3 separate regions of the Mus musculus genome follow, and regions 1 and 3 are each linked to region 2. Evidence: chromatin contacts called from public Hi-C and HiChIP or PLAC-seq data. All regions are on one chromosome and are shown on one strand. Each heading gives the region's core, a stretch centred on a gene start, on an enhancer-like site or on the middle of the called end of the contact. The rest is flanking DNA. Distances are from core to core; before and after follow the strand shown.

Region 1 (2,927 bases), core at 202-2,701, 93 kb after region 2:
AAAGTCTGTCCTGATAAATGCTGCCTCTGTACGGACTCTCTGAGGTATCTGCCACAGTGAAGGGCAAGAATTCAGCCTATGTCCGACTCACTGCTGCCCCCTAGGTTTTGCATAACTTATAACAAACAAAGGCTGCGGTCCTTGTGGAATGACTGACTCTCCTCTCCAGCAGTTGGCAGGGGAAGAGAAATGGTGAATGATCACACATCAAAAACAATGCATAGGAGGATACTTTTGATCATTATTGGTTTTTGTTTTCCTCTTTTAATTTTGTGAGCTCTTCTCTACTGTCATTTAATCCAGCGTTCCATTATCCGAGGAGTCAAAAGATGTGAGTGAGGTTTCTAACAGAGACATCAAATCATGTGTTTCTTATCATTCTAAGGAAAAAAACAGCAAGCACAGTCTGTCTTATAAACTGGCCAGTGCTACTGACAATGGAGCAGCTCAGCTGGTCCAGAGGAACTCAGAGTCTTGGGCATCTGGATGGTCTTAAGTGCTATACATCTAGTCCCATAATAGACCCAGTTCTGAGGGGCTGAGGCAAGTGGCTTACAGTCAGCACCACTGCCCTGGTCTGCTTTGTATTTGCTCTATGAACTTGGGAGTTTCTTAGTCTTCTATGCTTTGTTTGCCTTTCAGATGTTCAAGTTGTCACATGCACACAATAAATAAAGGAAAAATAAGCCTTCTCAAATCAAACAGCCTTTTTTTTTTTTTTTTTTTTTTTGGTTTTTCGAGACAGGGTTTTTCTGTGTAGCCCTGGCTGTCCTGGAACTCACTCTGTAGACCAGGCTGGCCTCGAACTCAGAAATCCGCCTGGCTCTGCCTCCCAAGTGCTGGGAAAAAAGGCATTCTCCACCACGCCTGGCTCAAACAGCCTTTTTAAGGTTTAGGATGAGGATAGATCAATTTAAAAATCATGGCATAATTAATATATTTAATTGAAATTGGGGGGTGAAATCATTCCCCCTTGCTACATATCAACTACATAAAAGCAATTTAATTTTCTCGATGTCAGCTTTAAAAATACCACATTCAAATAAGCATTATTTCAGAAAGCTTCCATGCCCAACGTAAGTAACCTAAGGCAGGCAGATGAGAAGGAAGGAAACCTGGTCCCTGCCTAGAAACCCAAGAGTCCCCTCACGCAGCAGTACGCTCTGACAGTAACTCTCTGCTCAGAAATTCCAACCGCAGAGCAGGTGCCTTAAGCGTGGTGAAGCATGAGAGCATGGAAGCAGCAGTCTCGACAGCACACAGCATAGAGGGACGACTGCCTCCCACCTCCCCCCAAAGCTCCTCTGCTCCATTCTGTTTACAGAGGCTGCCTATGAGCCTCATCTGCAGAACAGTGAGGTAACGCCTTCCTTTAGTTTTCTCACCCTTTTTGCTATTTGCATACAAAGGGAGCAAAAGATTACCTCATCATTGAGCCAGTTTAGATGGTTTAGAGTCTGAATGTCTTTGCGTGTAATGGTCAAGCGGAATGCCTCACTGAGGACTTCATCCTGGTTACCGTTACGAAATACATTCTTTATTTCTTTTTCCATTTCCTAAGAAAACAAAAGACCAAACATAATAGTTTCAGAAAAAACTGGTTTCTCATCAGTGCCCTGGCTGTGTTCAGCACGAGTCACCTGCCTACTAGTTCCCCGCTGTCAGCTTACTTGTAGCCACCGGTCAGTCTCTCTTCCTGCAGTCGTCTTCCAGGTTACCTCCCACCCACCTTGCCCTGCTTTTCCTTTTACACAACATTCAGATCCTTGTTTTTGTATCACTTCCTGAAGACTGATGCAACCTTTGCTCAAATCTTCCAAGCTCCTTCAGAGGTTTATGTTTTATGTTTCTGGTTCTTATGGTCTCCCAAGAAACAAAAGCTACAAAAGGCACCCTGGAGTAAAGGCAGCGTCCTTTTGAAGGTGTAAAAATGGAACTTAGTAGGGCTATGCCATGTCTGTGCTGCTCACTGGCTCCCGAGCAGCTGGCGTTGGACCCAGGACCACAGCCTGCACACATGAAGCCAGCACTCTAGCACCAAGCTGCACCCAGGTCCAATAACGTTTTTCAAAGAGGTATGAATTAAGGAACAGGTTTTAAAACATACATAGATTTCTAAGTATTTCCCAAATTCTTCATAATGGATTACTATTGCTTAAAAAGAAACATTATAAAAACAAAGTATAAATAAAAAAGTCATAATGAAATCTATTCCTTTGTATGCTCATTAAAAAATAAGTCAAAACAAAAAAAAAGAAATAGTACTTCTCAGCTCACAATTTACTATCAAATTATCTCCTATGTCAGCATATAGGAAATGGTGGGCTCAAGTCTCCTCACTACAATCAAAACAGAATGCAATCTCCCAAGCCAAACCTAACAACAAAAAAAATTTTTTTTGAAATAAAAAAGTATTAAAAACAAATATAAAATATAAATTTACTACATACCTTCTCACTGAAGTTGCTAAAACCCAACCATAGCCATATGAACAACTTTTAATTACCTTTAAAAATAAACACTGGTACATAATTATACCAATACAATGAAAAGTATAGCTAAATTAATCTAAATGTCAGGTCCTCTACTGACTTACATTTGAAACTTCCCTCAGCTAACTTTGTTTTGAGGCAGGGTTTCACTTGGTAGCTCTGACTGGTCTGGAACACTGGTGTTGACCAGGCTGGCCTCAAAGGCAGAGCTGTACCTGCCTCTGCTTGCAGGGTGCTGGGTTGAAGGTGCCCGCCATCACACCCAGCTCCACTGCAGACATTTTCAGTCTCTTCTTTACCTCTGTAATTTCAGGAAATTCGTCTTCACTGTCAGTCAGCTGGTGGCTTTTTTTCCTGGTTTCTTGGGCAGCTGTGACAGGAATCTCCTTTTCAAGAGGCACACGAAGGTGAAGCTCTACGGAGTCAAGTACTGCA
Region 2 (2,892 bases), core at 7-2,506:
TCCAAAACCAAGACCAACTAACAGACCAAGCTTTCCTCTTTATTTGCGCTGTGTCTATATTTATTAGGATTGTGTCCCACTGTGAGAACATGAAATCTAGGAAGATCAGAATTCTATCAGGGACCTGATTTCTTTTATCCTTCTGTCCAGAGTTCCTCATGGCCTCTTGGTCACAACACAGCTACTTTAATCTCTAATACCAAGCTCACAGTCCAGACAGGAAGAGTGAGAGGATCAGCTGAGTCTCTATCTACTTTAAGGAGACACAGAATTTTTACTAGAAAAAAATCTACAACCTTCCCCCAAACTGGGCAGAACAGTATCACCAGAGTTCATTAACTGCAACCAAACAATATGTTTTTAGCTTAGCCTTTATTTCTCCCAATATCATCAGATTTATTTAAGTAAGAGACATAGAAGTAGGGCTGGAGGGATGGCTCAGCTGTTAAGATCATTAACTGCTCTTCCAGAGGTCCTCAGTTCAATTCCAAGCAACCACATGGCGGCTCACAACCGTCTGTAATGAGATCTGATGCCCTCTTCTGGAGTGTCTGAAGACGGCTACAGGGTCGTCATTTAAATAAAATAAATCTTCTCTTGCTGTTCTTAAAACAGGGTCTCACTTTGCTGGCTGGCCTCAAACTCACGTTCTAGGCTAATTTGAATTTGTGGCGATCCTGCTGTCTCTCAGATGCTGGAAGCCCCGTGCACCATCACACAGGGCTCTTTAGCCCTCTTCGCCAGTTTCATTTCGCTTCTGTGGCACTTTAGCTTTCGGAGGAGCTCTCAAACCCTTTATGCCCATCCCACGTTTTTTGTGGATAGTGGTCCTGAAATAGGATCACCTTGCAAAACTTAGCTTTGGGTTTCATTCTTTTGACTAGCCAGCAGGACTCCGATGGAAGTTGCCTCCAATCAGGCCCCTTGTCACAGTGGTTCTCCATAAGCTCTTTAGGCATTCAGATCCTCTGCCGGGACCTAGTACAGGTTCTGGGTTTTGGGTTTCTTTATGCCCCGTGTCCCTGTGCGGAGAGAATGGCTTTGGCCGTCCTCCTCTCACACAGAAGCGCTCTGATCCGGAAGCTCAGATCTGGGGGTATAGAGGAGCGACGTTCTGTCTCCGAGCACCTCCGCGGTTCTCTGTCGCCCCCTACCGGTGGGTAGGTGCGCTGCCGCTGCGCGGCAGGAGGGACGCGCTGGAGCTCAGGGCGCAGGCGCAGGCGCTCGCGCTCGCCCGGGTCCTCGGGCGGGCTTGCGGTTCTGCGCGTGCGCACGGGCGGAGGCGCGCCGAGGACTCGCTGGAGCGGGCAGGTGGAGGGAGGAGTGGTCCCGGGAGTAACTGCCAGCAGTTGGTGCGCCACAGGTCCGGGGGCGCCCGCGTTCCCGAGCCTCGGAGGCCTGAACGCGTTCGGAACGTGGCTTTTTTTGTGCGGGGGCGTGACCTGAGCCCGCCTCCTCGGCTGGGAGTGGAGGAGAATGGGGATCGCTGAGGCCTTTAATTAATCTGGTGCCTGTTGTTTGTGTGCCCGAGGTGCAGCCTGTTTGCCTTTTGAGTTTGCAAACAGAGGGGAGGAAGCGGCGGGGTGGGGTGGGGGAGCAGGAGGGGAGATGGGGTCTTCCGGGCAGAGAGCCTAATCCAGCGAGGGCCGTCCTATTCCAGGGGGAGGGGAGGCCAGACACGACACGGGACACTGCTGCAAAAGGAAGGCCGCAGTAGGAACTGCCAGTGTTGCGCACACAGGCACACACTTAGAACAACAGCCTCTTGCTCAGTATTTTGCACTTTATGCAGAAGTGATTTTTTTTTACCTCTAGAGCGGCCCCACATGGACACTAACACGCGCTCACCACCCCCCTCCCCATATAGGAGATGACACATGGGGTCTCAGCACTCCTCTGCCCTCACATTTTGTCAGCGAAAGAAGGATGACAACCCGGAGGACTTGCTGGCTGATAGAGATCAGGAGGAAGCCATCGCTCAGTTCCCCTATGTGGAGTTCACTGGGAGAAATAGCATCACCTGTCACACCTGCCAAGGAGCAGGCTACATCCCAGCAGGTGAGACCATCGGCCATCACACGGAAAGCACTCTGGCATCTGCTCCAGCCAGCCCTCCATAGTCATAGCCCGCCCTGAATTGTAGCCAGCTCCGCTGCCCTGATAAATGGACAGACTCCAGGTTTTTTGTTTTTTGTTTTTTTTAAATCTTACACTCGGAACCCTTTCTCTTCTTCATTTCTACTCCTTTATTAATGCCTTAGTTTCTTTTCTGGTTGCTCTGATAAAATACTCTGACAATGGCAATTTAGGGGATGAAGGTTTATTCTGATTCACAGCTCCAGGTCACAGCTCCATCACTGAGGACAAGTTATACAACAGCAGCAATTTGAAATCGCTTATGTCACCTTATAGTCACAGCAAACAGCGAGCGAGGAGTGCTCGTACCTGGTTTCCCCTTCCCTATTCATTCAGAGATACAGCCTATGAAATGGGTGCCACCCACATTTAGGGAGGGTCTTCACATTTCAGTAAACCCAGTTAAGAAAATCACTCACAGACACGCCCCGTGGGCCGACCTAATCCCGTCTGTATCCACTGAGACATCTTCCTAGGCCACTCCGGGTTCCCAGCCCCTCTCTGGTTTGGAATGTTTATTTCTCTGCTGTGGGATCTGTTGACAAGGATGTTTCTCTATCGTTCTTGCTCATAAGGATGGCCACAGCATTGTGAAGGAGATATTCTAGCAGATCCTTTACAAACAAAGGCACCATGAGCAGTAGCCAGGGGTCAGCAGAATACCAGGGGGTGGGGAGTGACAGTCGGCTCAGGAGTGGGGCCTGGATTATCTGTAGCAACAGCTGCCACTAAGTTGACCCTAGGTGTTGGGGGAGT
Region 3 (2,857 bases), core at 206-2,705, 85 kb before region 2:
CAACTCAAGCCCCAGTCAGCTGGTCCTTGAGCAAGGCTCAAGACCAAATGGGCCCAGAATGAAGGAAGTACCTTTTACTGGCTTTGGACTTTGGCTCTAGTACCATCCACTGACGACACCCAAGGGGGCAACATCAGAGCTAGGGTTGTGACCTAAGTGGATAAGGCCAGGCTATTAGGGGTGGTGAAGCTTTACGTCTAGCCCCCCCCCTTGTAAATGCTAGGGGAGACACTGAGTGGTATGCCAATGTCCACCTTGGTGGGGACAAGAAGAAACTTGGGAACCATCAGGGTTACCCAGGAATGAGGTCAGAGCTACCACATTGCTCTATTCCAGGACAGGAGCCATGTGCCTCCCCCACCCCGCTTCCCGATGTGGTTCTTGAGGTTTCTTTCACCTGTTACCACAAATGCCCACGAGTCTCTAAACCTCCTGGAAGACCAGATGTTTCTAATTCAGAGCAAATTCTCATTTCCTTTTTGTTCCCCAAACTAGGCATTTTGTCTGAGGTCTTAGTCCACCCACTGTGGTGTCTAGCTAAGAGTCCTGGCTGTGAACCCTCCCAAACCATGTGTGCCAAGACACACTCCGACGTGTGCCTTTCAAAGTGGCACGGCAAAACCTCGAGCTTTGGTCTATGGTGGTGCAGAGGGCTTCTTGGACACCAGGCAGAATATCCAGAGCCCTTCACAGGCCTGTCTGTGTTTCCTCACGCACCAGTGGTCTTGCCTCAATCCTCATTGAAGTGCTGTCGCTGTGACAGAAGCAGCTTCGGAGAGAAAGGTCCGGGGCCATAGACCATAGTAACAGGGAAGTCTCAGAGGCAGGAATGCGACAGAATCGCTCATAGCACATCTGTCCCTTAGTGTTGTCATAATTTTCCAAACACAAGAAGTGGCCTGTGCCTTTATGAAGCTTTTAAATTATAATTATTACTTTTAGGTATGGTAGCCAGCTCTTCCTGAGTTCCTCTTATACGGAGCAGGAGGAAAGAATGGTGTCTGGGAAGATGGCGTTTTCCTCTCATGCTCTAGAGCCACAGAGAGTCCACTGGCTGCCTCATGCTCAGAACCAGGACCCTGTCCAGAGCTGGCCTTCTAGGTGTGTCTTCTTTAATACGGAGGTTTTCTGGGTCACAGGCCATGCTGGCTTGGAGACCAATTTATTCTCTGACCTCCCACTTTCTCAGGGCACTTAGGCATGTGGCTGTCATCTAGCCTCGGCCCACAAGGAGTCAGGGCAGCCAGGCCACCCAGCCCTGGCTCTGTGCTTTGTCCTAAAGATCCACACCCTACCCTGCCTTCCTCCCGAAGCTAATTGCCTATGAGCTAGTTTGGTTTTGAGAAACAAGAGCCTTCTCATTCCACGGGAGCCCGGTGCCTCTGCTGCTTCTGCATCTGAACCCTGTCATTCTCTAACTGGCTGGCAATTATACCCTAGTTCAGGAAGGGGACCGGGGGTGGTGCAACCAGGCTAAATATAGAGGCAGTTTCTAGAAAGCCAGGGGTTAGAGAGGACACTGACCAGTTCTCATGCCAGAGACCAATTCATCAAAACAGAAGAGAGACAAGAAGTTCACAAAAACATAAAGTGCCAGGGGCGAGGGCCTCAGGCTGAGAAGTGGGTGGCTTCTGCCAGCAACATGGTGTCAAGTGCCCTCTGGGTTCTGACTGTGGCTAGGTTTTAGAGATCTCAGTGCCTGGGCAGGGCACAGGAGCTGTGTGGAGTCCTAGATACGGGAGAGTGTGTGAGATCAGGAACACATTACCTAAGTTGATTGTTGTATTTATCTCACTTCACAGTGTGTGTGTGTGTGTGTGTGTGTGTGTGTGTGTGAGAGAGAGAGAGAGAGAGAGAGAGAGAGAGAGAGAGAGAACACAATGCGTTGTGTACTTCAAAATAGACCAGTTCTCTTTGTCAAATATAGCCAAGTAAACTCGGGCAAAGCCACCTGACATGGCCATTTGCAGCAATACTGATGGACTCTCAGCAGATGCTTATCAGAACTCTCAGGAAGGTTACCACTGGTCAAGACCACAGCACTGCTTTCTGGAAGGCATGAACCCTTAAATGCCCAGGCTAGAGATCTATCCCGTGGGTAGATCAGGAGTGTGAAGGAGAGTGAAGACTGTCAGTTTCACCCGTTTCCTCGAGACCCTGGAAGCTGACGTCATGCCCCTCGCTCACATTTTGGGTGCCCAGCCAAGGACTCAGCAGACATCAGAGGCCCAGATCATTGTGGCATTGTGTGCTGTTTCTTCTGATGTCTAGAGCTACAGGCATGGCAGTAACCACAGTCCAGTTCAGTTCCAGAGTCTTTGACTGAAGGGAAGTTCCCTCGGAGCCCATCGGCCCAGCCTTCATTTCTCTTCTGATGTCTAATTATTTCTATCCTGAGCCTCTCCTGCCCTCCCACCCCCGCCAGAGATCCCTGCTAACCCATCACACACACACCTAAGTCAACACAGCAAACACACAGAGAGAAGCATCTCAGAACGTGAGATTTTACAAGAGGTCCATAGCAGCTATTCTACCCCAGAGTCCTCCCTACCAACGTCTGACGTTTCTCCCTAGCACCCTTAGTGATAGTTTGGTGCTATAGTTATTTGGCGGAATAATTACTGTCTTGATTCTATCAGCAGTGCCAGAAGGCATAATGAAGACTTAATGCCCCATAGTTAACAAGGACAACAACTTAGTATAGTGAAGACCTGCAGGACTCCAAAGCTTCTGGTCTTACACTCGGGGCTCTCCATTATGAATCTATCACCTCTCGGCCCAGAATGGAGCAACCATCAAACACATGCCTTCCCAACACAAGAGCAGAGAGAGGCAGAGGTTGTCTGAAAGACTCCTC

What was found. Hi-C and Micro-C count contacts between places; a contact is called where the count stands out from the background. HiChIP or PLAC-seq counts read pairs in DNA pulled down with a chosen protein or histone mark.
Region 1: a contact with region 2 is called in a Hi-C map of embryonic fibroblasts, with 3 times the contacts expected there. The contact joins the enhancer-like site here to the promoter of Tmem106c in region 2. A contact is called at or near these places in 8 of 39 promoter capture datasets (the 3T3-L1 cell line, cranial neural crest, frontonasal cranial neural crest and 4 more), 1 of 15 datasets of contacts at CTCF or cohesin (the NIH/3T3 cell line), 7 of 484 Hi-C or Micro-C datasets (the N1E-115 cell line, cerebral cortex, embryonic fibroblasts and 4 more), 2 of 115 datasets of contacts at active chromatin or transcription factors (bone marrow-derived macrophages and neural progenitor cells) and 2 of 9 other capture datasets (liver and pancreatic islet).
Region 3: an H3K27ac HiChIP or PLAC-seq map of heart atrium shows a contact between it and region 2, with 6 read pairs. The contact joins the enhancer-like site here to the promoter of Tmem106c in region 2. A contact is called at or near these places in 5 of 39 promoter capture datasets (the 3T3-L1 cell line, HPC-7-derived erythroid cells, frontonasal cranial neural crest and 2 more), 8 of 15 datasets of contacts at CTCF or cohesin (CD8 T cells, the G1E-ER4 cell line, the NIH/3T3 cell line and 4 more), 116 of 484 Hi-C or Micro-C datasets (8-cell embryo, the AML12 cell line, B cells and 66 more), 23 of 115 datasets of contacts at active chromatin or transcription factors (the 230-238 cell line, DN3 thymocytes, the SCID.adh cell line and 11 more) and 4 of 9 other capture datasets (adipose tissue, embryonic stem cells, liver and 1 more).

The regions. Positions count from the first base shown.
Region 1 is chr15:98,055,405-98,058,331 of GRCm38.p6, forward strand. It overlaps Senp1 (SUMO1/sentrin specific peptidase 1), which reads right to left. Exons shown (of 18, transcript NM_144851.5): 12 at 2,792-2,927; 13 at 1,425-1,556. Among named protein-coding and RNA genes, the nearest start is that of Gm25668, 13 kb to the right of the region's middle. Within about 2 kb of position 1,452, at least 40 of the 459 cell types and tissues checked have an H3K27ac peak or open chromatin away from gene starts, as enhancers often do. A contact at or near this core is called in embryonic fibroblasts, where this site is marked.
Region 2 is chr15:97,962,973-97,965,864 of GRCm38.p6, forward strand. It overlaps Tmem106c (transmembrane protein 106C), which reads left to right and starts at 1,257. Exons shown (of 8, transcript NM_001252153.1): 1 at 1,257-1,363; 2 at 1,868-2,058. The coding sequence starts at 1,878.
Region 3 is chr15:97,877,431-97,880,287 of GRCm38.p6, forward strand. The region is part of intron 3 of Vdr (vitamin D (1,25-dihydroxyvitamin D3) receptor); the gene reads right to left. Among named protein-coding and RNA genes, the nearest start is that of Gm52171, 2.8 kb to the right of the region's middle. Within about 2 kb of position 1,456, at least 14 of the 459 cell types and tissues checked have an H3K27ac peak or open chromatin away from gene starts, as enhancers often do. A contact at or near this core is called in the C2C12 cell line, the C3H10T1/2 cell line, the MNK3 cell line and 1 more, where this site is marked.